2 separate regions of the Hordeum vulgare genome follow, and region 2 is linked to region 1. The links are chromatin contacts, called in public Hi-C maps. All regions are on one chromosome and are shown on one strand. Each heading gives the region's core, a stretch centred on a gene start, on an enhancer-like site or on the middle of the called end of the contact. The rest is flanking DNA. Distances are from core to core; before and after follow the strand shown.

The links. Hi-C and Micro-C count contacts between places; a contact is called where the count stands out from the background.
Region 2: a Hi-C map of seedling shows a contact between it and region 1, with 3 times the contacts expected there. The contact joins the promoter of LOC123446208 here to the enhancer-like site in region 1. A contact is called at or near these places in 3 of 6 Hi-C or Micro-C datasets (leaf, seedling and an unstated tissue) and 1 of 1 datasets of contacts at active chromatin or transcription factors (embryo).

The regions. Positions count from the first base shown.
Region 1 is chr4H:104,245,098-104,250,932 of MorexV3_pseudomolecules_assembly, forward strand. No RefSeq gene overlaps it. Among protein-coding and RNA genes, the nearest start is that of LOC123446208, 180 kb to the right of the region's middle. Within about 2 kb of position 2,619, at least 3 of the 3 cell types and tissues checked have open chromatin away from gene starts, as enhancers often do. A contact at or near this core is called in leaf and seedling, where this site is marked.
Region 2 is chr4H:104,424,661-104,430,136 of MorexV3_pseudomolecules_assembly, forward strand. LOC123446208 (transcription repressor OFP8-like) reads left to right here and starts at 3,240. Exons shown (of 1, transcript XM_045122882.1): 1 at 3,240-4,776. The coding sequence starts at 3,580. The coding sequence ends at 4,305.

The DNA of each region.
Region 1 (5,835 bases), core at 1,369-3,868:
CACCCATGTCTAGCTCTGAAGCCGATCTATGTAAATGTACTCGTATCTACAAAATGTATATAAAAATCCATGATAAGGGATATCCTTTGCATGGGCAGGCCCGACCCCGAGGGGAGACAAGGGGGCCGACCCCCCCCCCCCCCCCCCCCCCCCCGCCCCGCCCCCTCTCCCACGTATGCGTTTTGCTATTGTATGGGCTTATCCAATGGCAAAGTAGCGGGTACTCCCTCCATAAAAAGTGAGTGTTTTCCACAATTTTCTTCTTACTGTTGAGAGCCCTTGCGGCTACAATTGAGGAGGAATCTGTTATTGCATGCAATTAATTACGAATAGTCATGAAAAAAAAAATCACCCCTCATTTCGTACATGCGTCACCTCAGATTGGTTTGGCACAAAATGATTTGCCTTGCTTGATCGCCTTGGCCTATGGTAGATTAGTTTTTTTTATAGTTGTTGTTTTGATTGTCTCTAGAAATTATATCGGTCCACTGTTTTAGGAAAAAAATATTTCTTTGTTTTGAAAATTTTGATGAAATCAAAAAATCTTTATCGGTTTTGAAAATATGAAGCGACTTTGGAAAAACTTCATGAATTTTAAAAATATCCACGTATTTGAAAATTCTTAGCTACTAAAAAATAGTTCAATAATTTGAAAAGTGTTCATGTATTTTTTAAAAATTTGTTCACAAGTCGAAAAATGTTCATGTTTCAAAATTTCTTCACAATTTGAAAAATGTTCGTGGTTTCAAAATTTATTCACAGATTCGAAAAATGTCCGCAGTTTTATAATTTTGTTCACGAATTTGAAATTTTTCCATGTTTAAAAATTTATTCACAATTTGAAAAATGTTCACGGTTTAACTAAAAATATTCACAATTTTATATATTTGTTCACGAATTGGAATTTATTTCATGTTTCCAAATTTGTTCACAATTCAGAAAGGTTCGCATATTCAAAAATGCTCACAATTTTATAATTTTGTTCACGAATTTGAAATTTATTCATGTTTCAAATTTGTTCATAATTAAAAAAATGTTTATGGTTTCAAAATTTGTTTACAATTTGAATTTTTTCCATGTTTCAAATTTTGTTCACAATTTGAAAACTGTTCATGGTTTCAATTTTTTTTTTTGCAGATTCAAAAAATGTTCATGGTTGTATAATTTTATTCTAAATTTAAAATTTATTCATATTTCAAATTTGTTAAAAATTCAAAAATATTCACTGTTTCAAAAGATGTTCTGGATTTTGAAAAAGTATTCTTCAAATCCTAAAAATATTTTTGCTTCAAATTATAAAGTTGAAGAAAAAAATAAAGAAAAAACGAACCAAAAAAGAAAAAAGGAAATAAGCAGAAAAGAAAAAAGAAACAGAAAAAAAATAAACTGGGCCGGAGGAGTCGGGCGTTCCCCTGTGCGTCCGTTCGGCAGTTTGCCGCAACAAGCGGCGCGTACGAGGTCCCTGGGAGTTATGTCTCGCCTGTGTCAAGCGGCGCTACTAGGCCAGCTCAGTACTATAGCTGCGGAGCGAGTTTTTTCTCTCGCCGGTTTTCTTATTGGTTTTCTCAATGTTTGCAGTGGATTGCTTCGTTTCCCCTTTATTACTATTATTTTATTTCATTTTTTCATTTCTCTTCGGTTTTGACCGGTTTTCAATGTTTTCTTTTAGTTACTTTTTTTTACTTTTTTATTTTTTATTCAACGCATGTCTACATTTTTTCGATACACCAATAATATTTTCTATACGCATTTATATGTTTATTCCAAATACATGATAATATTGATCAAGTACATGTTTTGATGTTTATATATTTTTATACACGTTGTACATTTTTATAAACATGTTTATTATATTTTTCAAATACATGATTAACATTTTTGAACATCGGATAAGATTTTTCTGAAATATGTCACCAACATATTTTGAAGGTTGTAAGCATTGTTTTAAGTTCCTTGGATACTTTGTTACATCGTTTTTTTAAGTGTCATGTATATTTTCTCAAACATGTGAACATTTTTAAATGTCACCATTTTTTTTCGAATCCTATGCATGGTTATTCAAAATTATGCTAACAAACTTTCTACTTTGCGTTGGCACTTCTGTTATTTGCAGTGTTCTATTTAATTATTTTTTCGAATATAGGTTTTTAGAATGTCTCAAAACAGAATAAAGTCTTTTTTTTGCAGGGAAAACATAATAAAGTTTTCTTCTGCTTTTTTGTGAAAGAAAACATAACAAGCTCTAAGTAATAAAAGTGAAAAATAAAGAAAATATGAATGTAATTAGTGTACTTATACAGTACTGTGCATGCCCAGTGAGTGCACTTCCTAATAATTCGAGGCGTACCTCTATCTCGCTGCAAGCGAGACAAAGACGAGTCCATTGGTACGCTCCCCATATGTATTTGCATTCTCCAAAGCCCAAGGCATTTGTAGGGTAACAGACGCAAGGAGTGCGCAAAGCATTCTTTTGAAATTTCCTCTAGGCCGGCCCGGTCCACCCATGTACTGATGTACTCCAGTTGTGCTAAAGAAACGGGTACTGATGTACTCCACTGTACCACTCTACTGTATCTGTGCGAGTTAATCCGAAAAACAGGCCAGTGAGTTTAATCGATTAGTTCAGCAGAGCCCATCGGAAGCATTCATACCCCTGGGCCTGCTGCCCAGGCCCAGGGACGATCTGATCCACCAATTACCAAGGCGAGCCAGCTAATCTATAGGGCGCCTCTGAGACAGGTTCCTGCATGCCGCATCCAATGCGAGTGTCCAGTTAATACATCTGTCAGGTCACATTCACCCGTCCGCCTGCATTCGTGCCCATCTTTGCTTCTGCTAAGCATTTATCAGTTCCGCAGACGTGGTAATTTCCCCTTCGGTAAAATTCAAGTACCTGTGCAATTGTTCAGGCCACCACGACGTCGAACTAGGGGGCGTTTCTCTTCTACCACTCCTGCTGTCATTTCCGTTCAAACAAGCTGCGGGTTAAAACTTTCAGATACAACAAGTTAGAGCTACTCCTACAACGGTTCAGGAACCCTAATCGCTTACATCCCCGGCGAAGAATAAGCAAGAGCTTTTTACCATCCCATCCATCATCCTGGGCGAATACTCATAGTTCCGTAGCAAAGCTGGAGGCATCAAATTGGCGGTAGCTGAGAGTGGTAAAGAGTTCGAGCATTGAAGACGCTGCACATAAGGTTGCATGCCATCACCACCCTGCACTGACATATTCATAATTCGTGGCAGCGTAGCAGTAGCAGTAGCAGTTGAGGCCATAGCAGGGAAAGAGGGCCATAATTTCTCGCCAGAATTTGACTGCAGCACAACAATGAAAATAGACTCTGCATTTCTGGCCTGGTCTGCTCTCTCCGTCGTCTCGTCCGGCCTAGATCTCATGCTCACCTCACGTATTCAGCAATGGCATGGAGGCAGCAGGTCCAGGCTGACCTGATGATGCGCGATGAGTAAACCGAGTTATGTTGTCAGGAGATGTCATCGTTTCAGGCTCGTGTAGACCGCCGGATGCCAGACAGCTAGCTCTAGCTAGCTCGCGCAATGCATAGCATGTTGGAACGTGCGTATGCAGGTCTACGCGATTCTTACTTCAGCCCGCTACTTGACGGAACTTGCGTAACTAGCGACATGAATAAAACTGATCGATGAATTTGTTGGCTAAAGACCCGTGTCGTGCCTTTGCTTTGTATTGCTTTTCGTTTTTCTGGTGTTACAATGAACACCCCTAGGGTGTCATTTATACACGTCCACAAGGTACTATGGAAATAGACTAGGACTAGGAATCATAATACTACTAGGACTAGGTTTGGCTTTCTTTCCTAATCCTAAAGAAACAACATGATTAACTTCTACATTCACCTCCTTAATCTTGTTGCTTGACTTCACTTCTTGCACTCCGACTTTCCTCTTTATCTCGATGAACTTCTGTCGACCGAGGGACTTGGTGAAAATATCGGTAAGTTGGTCTTTCGTGTTCACATGTTGAACCTCGATCAACCCTTCTTCAATGCACTCCCGGATATGGTGGAACCAGGTATCTATGTGCTTGCTCCTTTCGTGATTAACCGGATTTTTGCACAACGAGATTGCAGCTTGGTTATCGATCTTCAGTGACACCTTCTGCACCTCCCGCTTTGCAAGAATAGCTAGGAGTCTTCTCAACCACACTGCTTGACAAGCCGCCGTGCTTGCCGCTATGTATTCTGCCTCGCATGAAGACAGTGCCACCACCTTTTGCTTGTGAGAATTCCAGCTAATCGGATTCGGGCCAAGGTAGAAAACCATGCCCGTTGTGCTCTTTGGTCATCAACATCACCTACCATGTCACTATCTGAATATCCACGAAGGATCAATCCTTCCTTTCCCTTTCTGTACGTGCAACCAAGATTAATGGTGCCTTTCACATAGCGTAAGATTTGATTGACCGCGCTCATGTGCTCGATTGTCTGATTCTCCATGAAACGACTCACGATCCCAACTGAATAAGCCAAGTCAGGTCGGGTATGCACCAAATATCTTAGGCTGCCCACAACGCTTCGATACATTGTGGTGTCCACCGACGGATTTGAGCTACGCTTGCTCAACTTGTGACGTTGGTCCATTGGAACTTGTGTCTCGTAGCAATCTGACATGCCACACTTTTCCAATAACTTGACCGCGTAAGCCCATTGACATAGGGAAATCTCTCGGGAGTTTTGCTTCACTTTGATGCCCAAGTAATAGCTGAGTAATCCCAGATCACTCATGTTGAACTTGTTCTTCATTTGCGCCTTCAAACGTTCAATTTCTTGTACGCTATCTCTCGTGATAATCAGATCGTCAACATAAACTCCAACTAGCAGGTTTGAGCCTTTGGAGTTCTTTGTATAGACTGCGTGCTCGAGGGGACATCTCTTGAACCCGAGCGAGACCAGACTTCGGTCTAACTTTGAGTTCCAAGCTCTTGGTGCTTGCTTCAACCTGTAAAGTGCATTCTTGAGCTTGTAAACTTTCCCTTCTTCGCCTTTCTTCTCGTAGCCGAGGGGTTGTTCCACGTACACTTCTTCTGTGAGATCGCCGTTGAGGAAAGCGGATTTAACATCCATATGATGAACCTTCCAATCCTCTTGTGCTGCCAAAGCTAGGAGCACTCTCACCGTCTCGATTCGAGCAACCGGTGCAAACACCTCATCATAGTCAACTCCTTGACGTTGTACCTAGCCCTTTGCAACGAGTCTTGCCTTGTACTTCACAATGGCACCCTGTGTGTCCTTCTTTAACTTGTAAACCCACTTCAAACCTATCACCTTTTGGTTTAGAGGACGGGTTACCAAAGTCCGCGTGCCATTGCTCTCAATCGCCTTCATCTCCTCATCCATGGCGTGCGTCCACCTACGACTTTTGCTCGCCTCTACGAAGTTCGCCGGCTCCTCAACTCCGAACAGACATAGTCCGGAGTACTCGAGCGTAACTGGCTTTGTGTACTTGTAGACTTTCTTGAGGGTCTTGTAGCGACGAGGCTGAAAGGATCGATATGGTTGACTAGAGGGGGGGGGAACAGACAACGACCACATTTTAATTAATCTTAGCAAGTTAAGATAAACAACATATGGGTTCACAAATATTACGATAATGAGGTGAACCCTAATGAAGCTAACAACGAGAGCTACTAAGACAAGTAAGATATAGTCCGCAACATAAGCATACACAAAGTAAAGGATAGAGATAACCACACGTGGAACCGATGGAGACAAGGATGTGTTACCGAAGTTCCTTCCCTTTGACAGGAAGTACGTCTCCGTTGGAGCGGTGTGGAGGCACAATGCTCCCCAATAAGCC
Region 2 (5,476 bases), core at 1,990-4,489, 180 kb after region 1:
CTCACCTAGGACTGAAACAATGTTCAGATCGTATGTGGTAAGGTCATAACTAGTGAAAAGTGGTGACAACACCTTAGGCAGTTTGCAACCAAATACTATGTAGTTTGTGCGCCCGCTGCAAAGCCGACAACCAAATGGCGGGTCAATATTGGTTCTATCATGCAGCCAGCCTAGATGCGGACAACCAAACTATGTGTAGATGTTGATTTTTGGCATGTTTTATCTTCGCGAGGCCCAGCTAAGACACACATGCAAAGAGGCAGAAATCAATGCACGTAACCCAGTCGACTGGATTTATTTTTTGGGCCAATTGCTTTGTTTACGGTCATTGCATAGAAGATGAACAAGGAAATCTCGTTCTTGTGAGAACAACTATTCATCGTCTTTCTCTCCACGATTTTGACTTGAACTGCCTACAACTACCACCCGAACCGCCTGCCGCTGCCGCCTGTCTCCGACGGCACTCCCGCAATGGCCTCGCCCTCCGCTCGACCTTCCCCAACCGCCATGTTTGTCATCACTTCCGTCCTTCCCTCTAAACCGACCAACCACTTGAATTTTCCAACGAATCTGCACACCCACACATCCCTCTTCGAAATAGGCTTTTGCCCTACTTTATAGAGAAAGCAACGATCCATACAACCAACATACAAGTTCAACGGTAGATACCTGCCTGGGTAACGGCACACTCCAGCCCAAAGAAAATAAAAGAAATAAGGGAAAATACACCTAGTGGAAGGAGAGCAACGACCCTAGAGGGGGGCAAGTCATTGCACCATAGCGTGAAGCACATCTAGCATACCATCAAGACGATCCTGGTCTCGCTGCCTAGAGAGCGGGTGCCAGTGCTGCATAAAAGCAAAGAATTTGAAGAAGAAGTTAGACACCTGCCTCGATAAGATCCGCTCAATCACCATCTTATTGTGGGTCGTCCAGGGGGTCCACGACATAGCGGCAAAGATTGGCCAAAATAAGCGGCGGCGATGCCAGGACGGGTGATCCTGGTTTCAAGAAGGTCCACGAGGTCCTCGGCCTCCCATTCGAGCCCAAGAGTCGCGTGTATGAATTCCCACATGCCCCTCGCCGACGTTTAAGTAAAAATTTATGTGTGTCGTTGTCTCCGGGACTGCGCATAAGGGGCACATGTCGTCTCCAGGCCATGCCGCTGAAGCACCTCTGTCCCTGAAGGTATGCTATCATGGAGCAGCTGCCACAAAAAATTATCTCAAGGGAAGGGGGGCTTCCATAAAGGCAAGAGCCAAGGGATGATGGGGGAGCGATAGAGAGCCTGGTATGCCGAATTAACCAAAAATTCCCTAGATGGGGATAGAGGCCAGGCCACTATGTCGAGATAATTTGGGAGCGCTTATGGCAAGGCATCTAGCAGGTGGATCCACTTGTTTGTTCCTATCTGGCTGAATGAGCCCATGAACCTAATATCTCATTGCCCTTGGAGAACGGCTGCATAAATGAGAAGGGATGGGTCTGCGCATACGAAAAACACGACACGGAAACCCACTCTGAGTGGCTCATCCCTAACCCATGGGTCCAGCGAGAACTGGGTCCCTTCCCCATTTCCTATATTAAAGGAGACCCCTTGGTGATTTTCCTTTTTGATCTTTTGGATAGCAAACTAGAATTGGGATCCGCCCACGTGGGAGCATGTCAGGAGTGGTTCACCCCTTAAGTACTTTGCATGAATGAGTTTTAGCCACAATCCGTCGTCGCTTTGAAGGATCCGCCATACCCACCATAGCATGACGGTGGTATTCATAGACCGGGAGACCGTGATCCCCAACCCGTCACGGTCCTTAGGCAAGTAGATATCTGCCCACTTGACCATGTGGTACTTCTAGCGACCGTCAGATGCTTGCCAAAAGAGCGTGGCGAGCTCCTTATCAAACAAGCTATGAACGGCCTCCGGCAGGACAGAAAGCCCCATCATAAACATGGGGAGAATCGTTAGGTTAGCACTAATGAGAACCGTTTTACTCCCCTTTGAGGTAAACCGGCCTCGCCATGGCTCGGCCCGCGAGGCAACCTGGCCAACTAGGGGGTCAAATCTAGTCGCCAGGATCTTCGACCTGGCCAAAGGCATCCTGGGTTAAGTTGTGTGAAACGTCGATAGCTTGCAATTTAGGTTATTAGCAATCCGTCGTTGGTCCTCTATTGAGTATGCGAGGACGAAAACCTCACTTTTACTAAAATTGATCTTCAGGCCCGACATCGCTTCGAAACACACGAGTAGGAACTTCCGATTAGCTATCTCGAGGTTCGACCCCTTAACCATGATCATGGTATCATCCGCATATTGGAGATGGATGACCCCTCCTCCAAGGATCAAGTGACCGACCACCCCTGTAAGATAACCGGCCATCCATGCTTTGTCTAGAATACCTGCCAAGGCATCAACAACAAGGTTGAAGAGAAGGGGCGAAATCGGATCCCCCTGCTTCATTCCAGTCGAGGAAGAAAAATAAGATCCCACATCGCCGTTAATGTTAATGGCCGTCTTGCTAGACAGGACTATCTGCATAATCTAGAAGCATCATATGTCGTCAAAGCCTCGGTGTTGTATCACCAACCTTAAGAAGAACCAATCCAGACGATCATAGGCATTCTGAAAGTCTAGCTTGAGGAACACGTTCTTATGACCACACGAGTGAACCTCACATGCACTATCGTGGAGGGCGAGGATACCATCGTGGATCCGTTGGCTCTAGGATAGACAAGGAGTCTATTGGTACCCTGCATCCTAAGGCTGTGTTTGGTTCAGCTTTTTTTACCAACTTCTTATTTAAAAAGCTAAAAGCTAACCAAAGGGGTAAATGTTCAAAGCAACTTTTGAGAATGTGTAACTTCTTTCTAGTGTAAATTCAAAACTGAGGGTACCTCAACTTTTCAGCTTCTAACTTTTCTACAACAGCTTTTTCATAACAGCTTTTTAAGAATCTACAGCTCAATCAAACACAGCCTAAGATAGACAAGATCAAACATGTCGGTGGCGGCCTGAATGCAGTGGTTGCTGATTTCTTCTCCATCAAAATCGACTGACTCAAATTTTAATTTCAGACGACTAGCCTCCAGCAAAACTGAAGAACATGCCTAGTAGCAACCTCTTCGGCTTCGGCTGTTGGTGCACGGACAAACAGTTTTTCCATTTGCTAAATTTGCAAAGCATCAAAGGCTAACCAGAGAGAGGACGGTCAAGGTCAATCTAGATGGCAGGGGGAGGAATGATGAGCAAGCGATCCCCACATGGCCCAGCTAAACCCCACCCCTCCCATCCACTCTTCTTAGTCAAATTACAGCATATATAAACTACACGCGGCGTAACAGCATCACACACGAGAAAATATACTAGCAACAGCATACTCGGATAGTCGCAATTGCACACACCACCGTGCACGCAATCAATCCCAGCTCGCCTACGCACCACCACCGGAACCAAAGCTTTATACATCCCTCGCACCACCACCGGAACCAAAGCTTTATACATCCCTCTCCAGCGTACACGCCGACGTAGCCTGGCAAAGCTAAGCTGAGCTGAGCTGAGCTATATATCGTAGCGCATCACCGATGTCGTCAACGGGAGCGCGCAGGGGCGTTGGCAGCGGCGGTGGCGGCGGCGGGCACTTTCCGGTCGGCCGGCGCCGCCACGTGGCGGTGGTCGACACCGGGTGCAGCTGCCGCCCGCGCCGCCCCAGGATGCTGCTCAGTCTGCCGTCTTTCCTCAAGCCTTCCTCCGCGAGCAAGCCACCGGCGGCACCGGCGAGGAGCACCAGCTCGTCCAGCCTCTTCCCGTCGTCCTCCTCCACCGCTTCCTTCTCCACAAGCTACGCCTCCTCCAACTGCTCCAACTACTATTCCTCCTATCATGGCTTCGGCGCCGCTTCCAAGCTGCATCAGCAGCAAGAGCACCTTCCCTCCGCCCAGGAGGTGCCGGCTGGGACGCCGGCCTCGCCGGTCAAGAGGCAGCCGGCGAGCATGAAGAAGAAGCAGAAGAAGAGGTATTACGCGGAGAATAAAGCAGGTACGGCAGAAGCGGGGCCGGAGGAGGACGTGGGGCTGGCGGTGGAGAAAGACTCGTCGGACCCTCGCGCCGACTTCCGGGAGAGCATGGTGCAGATGGTGGTGGAGACGGGGCTGTGTAGCTGGGACGACCTCCGCAGCATGCTCCGCCGCCTGCTCGCCCTCAACTCGCCGCGCCACCACGCCGCCATCCTCACCGCCTTCGCCGAGCTCTGCGCCCAGCTAGCCTCACCGCCCCCGCCGGCGGCATCGTCCTACCACTACCAGCTCTAGCTACCAAGCTAGCTAACTAGCCAGCTGATGTCTCGAGATCCTGGCACCACCCGGTGTGCGAGCGCCGGCGTCGTGAATTCCCGGCCAGGCTACTGGGTGGTGATAGGATCTCGCAGAAGAAACAAAGGTCGACGCTAGTACCGCTAGTACGAGCAGTAGGACAAAAGCTCATTAAAAAATGTAGGAGTACCAGGTGTTTGGTTTCTGGAGTCCGTTCTTGCTGGTGGGTTATTAGTTTCTTAAATGTTTAGTTTGCTTGCAAGTTATTATTAGTGCTTAATTAGTATAATTGGGAGGAGTTTGTGCTAGTGTGTATGTGCCTAGTGCATGGCCTTTGGTTTTGTGCGAAGGTCCATGCATGGACAAGTGCTACAATAATTGGTAGGGTTTGCTAATTACACTGAGTCACTAAACTATGTATGTCAAGTCTCAAAGTGTAGTGTTTTGTGATATACTCTTTCCGTATCAAAATTCTTGTCTTAAGTTTGTGTAAACATGAATGTATATAAATACCAAAACGTAATTAGATACATAAGTTTGTGTAGACATGGATGTATCTAAATACCAAAACATAATTAGATATATTTATATCTAAATAAATGTGAGACAAAAATTTTGGGACCGAGAGAGTATGAAACACTTGTAACTTTGCTAGTGAATGAGACTATGTACTACTCTTCTTTTATTATGGACGGGGGGAGTAGTTCCCAGTGAAATACGGGACCTGCTATATGTAAGCTGTTTGAAAATTTATCTTGGGTAAGCCAATTTTCTAGACCATTACGACGTTCTTTTTGCTTTTTCCTCCGGCTTTCTTGCTCCAACCGGTTCTATTTCCACATAAATGACTTATCTAATTGCAAATTCAGTCAATTAACATATGGCTATTATGTTGAATCCGTAGTTGGATGGTTAAAAGGATTGTGGTATCTCCTATCCATCAGAGTTTAAGTTTTAGATTTGATGTTGGTGCTTGCATTTTCCTGGATTTATTTCAGAACTTTCGGCGATGTGCTTTCAGTGACGACTTCGTCAATCTCAAGATGATGTGCCGGCTTAGTCTCTTTAAGATGCTCATAGGAATATGGTGTGCATGCGTGCGTTCATAGGGATGAGTATACGCTCGTGTATGTGAGCGGCTTTGATTGTATTCTGCTAAAAAATGTTCTTT